Linked DNA regions of Mus musculus: region 1 is linked to region 2. Evidence: chromatin contacts called from public HiChIP or PLAC-seq data. All regions are on one chromosome and are shown on one strand. The core of a region is the stretch at or near the end of the contact, and the rest is flanking DNA. Distances in the headings are between cores, read along the strand shown.

Region 1 (3,974 bases), core at 905-3,404, 200 kb after region 2:
AAGATGAAAAGGAACTTGGTGAGGAAAGGGTGTACTCCACACCACCAACCCCAGGTCCCAATCCATCACCAAGGGACATCAGGTAGGAGCTCAAGGAGGAACAGAGGCCCAAACCAGGGAGGACCACTACTTACTGGCATGCTCCCCTGGCTTGTCAGTGAATTTTCTTATAAAGCCCAGGGTCACCTGACAAGGATGGCACTGCCCATAAGGGGATGGGCCCTCCAAAATCAATTATAAATTAATTAAATGCCCTAGGGACATGGCCACAGGTCATCTGTAGGAAGCACTTTCTCAGTTGAGGTTCAGTCTTCCCAGGTGTAGAAAGTTGACACCTGAAGCTAACTATTACAGCAAATAGACCTCATATTACCTCATATGTACCTAAAGCTTTATGTATGAAGGCATTTCAGGGTGTGATTAACACTTAGATCAGGGCATTCCAAGGAAAGCAGGTCACCTTCCATGACCTGGGTAGGTCACCTTCCATGACCTGGGTAGGTCACCTTCCAAGACTTGGGTAGGTCACCTTCCATGACTTGGGTAGGTCACCTTCCATGACCTGGGTAGGTCACCTTCCATGACCTGGGTAGGTCACCTTCCAAGACTTGGGTAGGTCACCTTCCATGACTTGGGTAGGTCACCTTCCATGACCTGGGTAGGTCACCTTCCATGACCTGGGTATGTCACCTTCCATGACCTGGGTAGGTCTCAACATGCAGTGAATGTACTAACCAGAAGTCTGACCTCCCCAGAGCAAGAAAGAATTCGGCTAGCAGATGGCCTTGGACATAACTTGCAGGTCTTTTTAAAGTCTCTAGCCTACCTACTGGCCTCTTCATATCCTGAGCACTTCGAGTTTTTATTTACTATTATACTTGAGCATCTGTTCTCGACCATATTTCCAGTGCTCTCAGGAACTGAGACACCACTCTGTTGCAAAATTACAGTTAAGAAGTGGCAATGAAAATATTGTTATGGTTGGCGGTCATCACATCATGAGGAACTGTATTAAAGGGTCACAGCATTAGGAAGGTTGAGAACCACTGACCTACAGGTAGTGTATATGTGGGGACACACACACACACACACACATCTCACCTCACCTCACCTCACCTCACCTCACCTCACCTCACCTCACCTCACCTCACCACACCATACCTGCTGGTTCTGTTCCTGTGAAGAACCCTGCTTAGTGCAAGGTATGTCTGAAAAATATCCCACCCCCATTCCCTGAGTCTGGAGTCTCGTGGAGCGGGCATAATCTGGATAGGACAGATCCAGACTGGGAAGGGTAAACATGGCTGCAGGAAGGTGCCGTCTATCCAGAGTGAGAAGAAAGGAACACAAATCTGACTCTGACGACTTGGAAAGGGAGTCTCTTGTGTTCCAGTGCCAGTCTTAGGAGGCTGTTTCAACAGAGGATAAAGAGTTTTGAATTCTGTCCCAGGCTCTGTTTTAGTTTGCCAGAACAGATACCACAACACAAGGGGCCTGAACAACAGAAATGTGTGCTGCTGATAGTTCTGGAGGCCCGAAGCCCAGGATCAATGCTTTCCCCTGTAGCCTCTGCTCCCGCATCTGGTTTCTTTGGCTGCCTGGTCTCAGGGTCATCCTCTGTGCGTGTGTATCTTTGGTGTGGTTTTGCATGTTCAGGATTATCCCTTCTTAAAAAGATGCCAGGCAGAGGGATCAGGGCCCACCCTCAGGGCCTCACCTGAACTCACTCACCTCTGCGAAGGCTCCAAATATAGTCACTCTCTAAGGCACCGAGACTTCAGTATATGGATGGTGTATGTGTGTGTGTGTGTGTGTGTGTGTTATGCAATTCAATGTGTAACCAGCTCCAAAGGCTGATACAAGTATTTTCAAGACTCGCCAGCAGAGAGTAAATGAATAGAGATGGCAGACTGCTACCCAAAGAGAACCTGACAAATACGAGTCTTTTCAGGGCACGAATGCAGGTCTAGTTGAGGCCACAGTCCAAGTGTTAATGCAGACGGAAGGGAAGGGAGGCCCAAATGGCCTCCTCCTTGCCCTAATTCCCTGCCTGGCCACTGTTTATCGTCGGTGATCTCTGGAAGTGGAGGCAGAACAAAGGTTAATGAGTCACTCCAGCCATAGATCTCTGCCTAACGTCAAGAGCCCAGGCTCCATTTCTGTCTGGGAAAAGCCCAGGAGCAAATATTTTTCAGGAGATGAAAGAGAAGGAAGCAACTGTGTCTGAGAGAGACAGGAAACGGGGACTGTCTTCCAGTTTGTTTTATGAAACACACACACACACACACACACACACACACACACACACACACACACACACACACATACATTTGCTGCATACTTGCTGGTCCTTCTCTCCAAAGTAAACTGATCTGTATCTTGGTCAAGGACAATGGGGCGGCCATTTTCCAGATACTGTCACTCTGAAGAATATGACTGTCTGCCTAAGAGGGCCAGGGACCTTCATGGGTAGAGCAGGGCATTATTGAATTGATCTGGAGGCTGGAGGTTGACGTCTTACGGAGTGACAATACAACACGTTTGTAAATAACTATCTCTATCATCCCTCAGATTGCCTGAGTGCCATCAATTGTTGTATTGATCCCTTCCTATCTTCCTTACGGACCTGTAGGACTTTTGTCAGGAAACCTCAGGTGGTGAGAAGGTGGTAAAGAAAGGGTGGACAGGAGGCAGCACATGGCTGACTCAGAGAGCTGTGAGGTAGGAAAGAAGTGGGTGGGGTAGGGGGAGAGGTGGGGAGAGGGGGAGGGAGGAGGGAGGGAGGGAGAAAGAGGAAGGGGAGGAAAAAGTGAGGGAGAGAGAGGGAAAGGGAAAGAGCATAGTGGGAGAGAGAGAGAGAGAGAGAGAGAGAGAGAGGAAGAGAGAAGGGGAGAGAGCAGGGGAAGGAGGAAAGAGATGAGAAAGGGAGAGAGGGGCTTGATAGGGGTCAGGTCCAAAAGAAATATCATGTGGTGACTATTAGCATGCTAAAGTGTGTGCTGGCCTCCAGACTCTTATAGCACACAAATGACTTAGCCTCAGCTCTTCTTTCTTCCTGTACTCTCTACCCTAAACTTCTCTAGATTATGGGCTTCCCGAATGCCCCTCAGCTTCTCATTCCTATATAACCCCAACATTTCCACTATTACCACTCTCTGCTCTGGACTCTTCCAGATGCCTCTGGTTGTATTCCTCTCATATCTGCAATAAAAATCTTCCTGTGAACCACACGTTGAGGTGGTCTTGTTCTCACTGTACACACTAGGAACAGCCTTCAGTCTTGTTAAAGGACTTGAATATGAAATGGCCTTGTGGCTCATGCCTGTAAGGCCAGCACTTTGGCTTTGGAGGCATGGTCATCATTAGCTACATAGCCAGTTCCTTGTCTCAAGCACATGATTAAAAACAAATCAGGGGGAATTCAAATATTGATCTGTAATGAATAAGAATCAGACATAAGTTGCAGGATGTTTGATTACATTGTGAACCCCAGGGTGATAAAGTGGAAAACCCTTTTCTTGTTGTGGTGCGGCTCAACCCTAGCACACACCTTTAACCCAAGAACTTTCTGTAAATAGGATTAAATAAAGTCTCCCATAAGTCAAGAGGCAGAACAAGCAACCAGTTGACAGGAAACGAACACAAGAAAGCCAAGGAAAGAGAAAGGTTGGTCTTAGTTGAAGGATATTTAAAACAGGTGGAGAAGTAGAAGGGACCTTTTCCTTCTGGGATATTAGTGGAGAAGGAAGGTCAGATGGGTGCTTTCTCTGCCTCTTTGAGCTAGCAGACTTTTACCACAGCATCTGGCTCCTGAATCTTCATTTGGTAAATTGAACGTTTGGGATTTTGTTTTAAAAACAAGTATTCCAATGACTTTTATAGTTCTTTACATTTGCTTTTTGGAGACAGCCTTACTATTTTGGTGTTGGCTCTAAGAATGTGCTATGTAGGCAAGGCTTGCTGCAAATCTATGT
Region 2 (4,320 bases), core at 66-2,565:
AGCCACCATGTGGTTGCTGGGATTTGAACTCCGGACCTTCGGAAGAGCAGTCGGGTGCTCTTACCCACTGAGCCATCTCACCAGCCCCCAGGCTTTCTTTTTATCACCCAAAATGTTTCCTTCCTACGCGGCCTTCATGATCACGAGGGAGTGCAGTACTTTGTACACGTTCTTGAAATAGGTTCTTTTCCTGGCACTTTCTATTTTTTACTGTCCCCAAATCATCTTCAAGATAAAGCCTGAATTCTTCAGGTTTGTTATCAAGGACCTCTTTGTAAACTGGTTACCAAACCTTCTCGCTCGCTCTCCCCTTGTTTTAAGAGTCTACCTCATTAGACGGCCGCAGCTACCAGTTTGCAAGTCCCAACCGGCCTTTTCCCTTGTGCTTCACTGCGTCCTGTCTGCTCCCTGAGGACACGCAGGCCCTGTCAGGCCACATTCCTGATCATTCCTCTCCTTTTTAAGATGAGATTGACAGTCTCCGTGTGTAACTGGTGATCTTTTCCCCAGAGCTACATAATTTTTTTTTAAAGATTTATTTATTTATTATATGTAAGTACACTGTAGCTGTCTTCAGACACACCAGAAGAGGGCGTCAGATCTTGTTACAGATGGTTGTGAGCCACCATGTGGTTGCTGGGATTTGAACTCCTGACCTTTGGGAGAGCAGTCGGGTGCTCTTACCCACTGAGCCATCTCACCAGCCCCTACATAATTTTTTTAAACGACCTCAAATGCCCATATTGCGTCTTGCCACCTCATTTATAAGCACCTAGAAGACAGAATCTAGAGATCCAGCCCCGGAAGCTGCCTCGCTCTCTTTCCTTGCCTTCGCCCTTCGTTTCCTTGTTCCCTTTCCCTTTGTACATACCTGACTCACCTCTCGGGTATCTGTCTGAGCATTCCAACCTCTAATAAAGCCCATCTCTTCTCTCTTAACTGACCTGTGCTTCTCTCCCTGCTCAACTCTGAGTTCTGTGAGCACACACCAGTCCTGGTGGTCATGGGTGCATTTTCCAGAAGCTGGCAAAACAGGTCGTTGCTGGATATTTGTTAATTTAATGAGTATCTCTTGGTTTCCTGGGTTTTTCTCTCAGGTTAAGTGTTTTAATACATCCCTGTTAGTGAAGGAAAGACACTGAGCAATGAGGGCAGGTTACACAGACTTGGCCTCCGTGTTCACAGTCCTCCCCTGGCCCCTTGCCTCTTTCTTTCTTTTCCTCATACTTAATTGAAACCTTCTGTGGTGGTTTGAATGCAAATGGCCCCCTAGGTTCATAGGGATTGGCACTATTAGGAGGTGTGGCCTGGTCGGAATGGGTGTGGCCTGGTCAGAGTAGGTGTGGCTTTGTTGGAGAAGGGGTACATCTCAGGGGATGGGGTTTGAGGTCTCAGACGCTCAGTGGCTCCCTTTCTCTTTCTGCTGCTTGCAAATCCAAGTGGAGACCGCTCAGCTCCTCTCGAGCACCATGTCTGCCTGCATGCTGCCGTGTTCCCCACCATGACGATAATAGATAAAAGCTCTTAACTGTAAGCCAGCCCCAATTTTTTTCCTTTATAAGAGGTGCCTTGGCCATGGTGTCTCTTCACAGCAATAGAAACCCAAACTTTCTATGTGTAGACACCACTCCTGACATGAGGAAGCCACTACTTTTGGTAGCTAAACTCACAGGCTAGACAAAGGGTTCTAATGCTAACAAAGATGTGGATGCCATATTGGCCGTGGTGATATGAAAAGAAAATCAAGAGACTAGAGCTGTAGCTCACTTCGTGACATGCTTGCCTAACATAGTCAAGACCTTGGGATCCATCCCAAGCACTTCGTAAAACTGGGTGCGGTGATAGAGCCTGTAATCCTAGCTTTTGGGAGACAGAGGCAAGAGTCTTTTAGTGGGTGGTCCCCTTTAAGACCAGAGAGGTTGTCTGCTAATGAGACAGTGTGAAAGAAACACAAGACAGGGTTTCTCTGTGTAGCCCTGGCTGTCCTGGAACTCACTCTGTAGACCAGGCTGGCCTTGAACTCAGAAATCTGCCTGCCTCTGCCTTCCAAGTGCTGGGATTAAAGGTGTGTGCCACCACCGCCCAGCGAAAGAAACAAAGTCTTGCAGTAGAAGCTTTTTTGAGCAGTGAGCAAATTGGTCAAAGAGGAAAACTTAAAGAGGGCCAAGTGCTGAGATTAGTCATCATCCCAAACAAGACATCTGTGTGTCCCCCCTTCCGAGGTCCGGAGAACATGGTAGAATAGACTATGGAACCAAATGATGGAAGTGAGCATGTTGGGGTATTTCATTCTGAATGTAACAGTTTGTTACAGCAAACATGAACACACAACTATGACAGCGTGCACGGGGCTTGGAGGGAAGGGGGTGGGAGGAAGGGATCCTGAGGGAAGGACACTGTTGTAAGTGGAGAGCTAACAGGGCAGAATAGGTGGGCGAGCATGAGAGAGATGAGTCGTGAGGGAGGTGAACGCGGTCACAGCCTGTTGTATGCAAGTATCATGGTGTTAAAAATAAAAATACATTTAAAAAAACAAAACAAAACAAAAAAACCCTCTACATTTTTGCAGCCTCAGAAATCCCTTGCACACTCCAGTGGTTGTAACTGGGGTTTAGCTCTCAGCACATCCAGATCTGGGGACTGCAGCAACCTTTGGAAGTTCTGGGCTCGTACTGTTTGTCCCCTGAGCCGGGGACAGAGAGGGGTGTAAGAACACAGTCACCGTGCTGCACATGAGGAACACGGCACCCTTCCGAGTGTTTCTCCTGACTCATCCATCGACTGCCGTGACCGTATCAGAAACAGGCAACCCCAAATTTCCTTAGTCGGTGTTCTGTTGTTGTGAAGTGACACCACTCAGACCAAGTGCTGGAGAGGTAGCCAAGATCTCTACATCGGAATAGGCAGGCAGCAGGAAGAGAGAGCACTGGAACTAACTTGAGCTTTTGAAACCATTAAGCCCACCCCTAGTGACGCACTTCCTCCAAGACGGCCACGTCCACTCCAACAAGACCACACCTCCTAATGCCATGCCCTAAGCATTCGAATATATGAGCTTCTGGGGGTTGGGGGAGCAGGGCATTCCTATTCCAACCACCACAACACCCATTACTGATTGAATACGTAAGAGAAATGTTAGATATGTATCAACAGTCATATAATCCCACAGAAAGCACACAAAAAGTGCCCAAAATGATGGGCTTAATTTTTTTTTTTAAAGAATTTCGGGGTGGGGAGTGGGGAGGGGAACCACAAAAATCTGTTAATGACTTAGTTTAATGAGGGAAATAAATTTTAAATGGCAGCACTATGCATTTAATAGGCATACATAGGTATTAGTTGTGTCTAAAGCTAGTACTTCACATTTTAAATGTTTTTTTAAAGAAATTAGGTTATACTTTACTTTGTATATTGTGATGTTTTTAAAAACACCTGCACTTACCGCTTACCACTAGACCAGCTTTTTTTTTATTGTTATTATTATTATTATTATTTTTTTTGTTTTGTTTTGTTTTTTTTTTGGTTTTTTGAGACAGGGTTTCTCTGTGTAGTCCTGGCTGTACTGGAACTCACTCTGTAGACCAGGCTGGCCTCGAACTCAGAAATCCCCCTGCCTCTGCCTCCCAAGTGCTGGGATTAAAGGCGTGCGCCGCCACCACCGGGCCGCTTTTTATTTTTATTGAGTTCATCAGCACGTGTTGAAATGGTCATCCATCAGCAAGAAATGTCGACATAAGATTATAATATTATATACTAAGAGTATAATAGTATAATATTATATTATGACTTATATCTAAGCATATGACATATAAGTCTACACCAGTGGCTCTCTGTAGCCCTTTAATACAGTTCCTCATGTATGATGACCCCCAACCACAAATTTATTTTGTTGCTACTTTATAGCTGTAATTTTTGCTATTGTTATGACTCATACTGCAAATATTTAATATGCAGGGTATCTGATAAGTGACCCCTGTGAAAAGGTCAGTTGACCCCAATGGGGTCAGGACCCACAGGTTGAGAATCACTGATCTACAGTTGATGGATCCCGTTTTTGCTAATGAACACACTTTATGTTTCCTGACGTGGCACAGTCATAACACCAGGTTACTGAGTCTTGAGTAAACTCATTAGTAAGTACCTCCGGTATCCTCCCATCTTTGCCAATTTTAATAGTAGCAGGAATATATTCTTGATATACAAATATCTTTAGAACCCCCATTTCACATTTGATGTTGAGCCCAAAAATAGAAGGGTTATTTTTGTAACTACATATTTAATAGCCCCTTACTCTTTAGGAAAAATTCTCTGATGTTGGCC

What was found. HiChIP or PLAC-seq counts read pairs in DNA pulled down with a chosen protein or histone mark.
Region 1: a contact with region 2 is called in an H3K27ac HiChIP or PLAC-seq map of trophoblast stem cells, with 9 read pairs. The contact joins two enhancer-like sites. A contact is called at or near these places in 5 of 115 datasets of contacts at active chromatin or transcription factors (embryonic stem cells, pancreatic cancer cells, stem cell-derived neural progenitor cells and 1 more) and 1 of 9 other capture datasets (embryonic stem cells).

What each region holds. Positions count from the first base shown.
Region 1 is chr10:108,488,342-108,492,315 of GRCm38.p6, forward strand. All of the region lies in intron 1 of Gm36601 (a long non-coding RNA gene), which reads left to right. Among named protein-coding and RNA genes, the nearest start is that of Gm36601, 35 kb to the left of the region's middle. Within about 2 kb of position 2,155, at least 9 of the 459 cell types and tissues checked have an H3K27ac peak or open chromatin away from gene starts, as enhancers often do. A contact at or near this core is called in trophoblast stem cells, where this site is marked.
Region 2 is chr10:108,293,651-108,297,970 of GRCm38.p6, forward strand. No RefSeq gene overlaps it. Among named protein-coding and RNA genes, the nearest start is that of Pawr, 36 kb to the right of the region's middle. Within about 2 kb of position 1,316, at least 23 of the 459 cell types and tissues checked have an H3K27ac peak or open chromatin away from gene starts, as enhancers often do. A contact at or near this core is called in trophoblast stem cells, where this site is marked.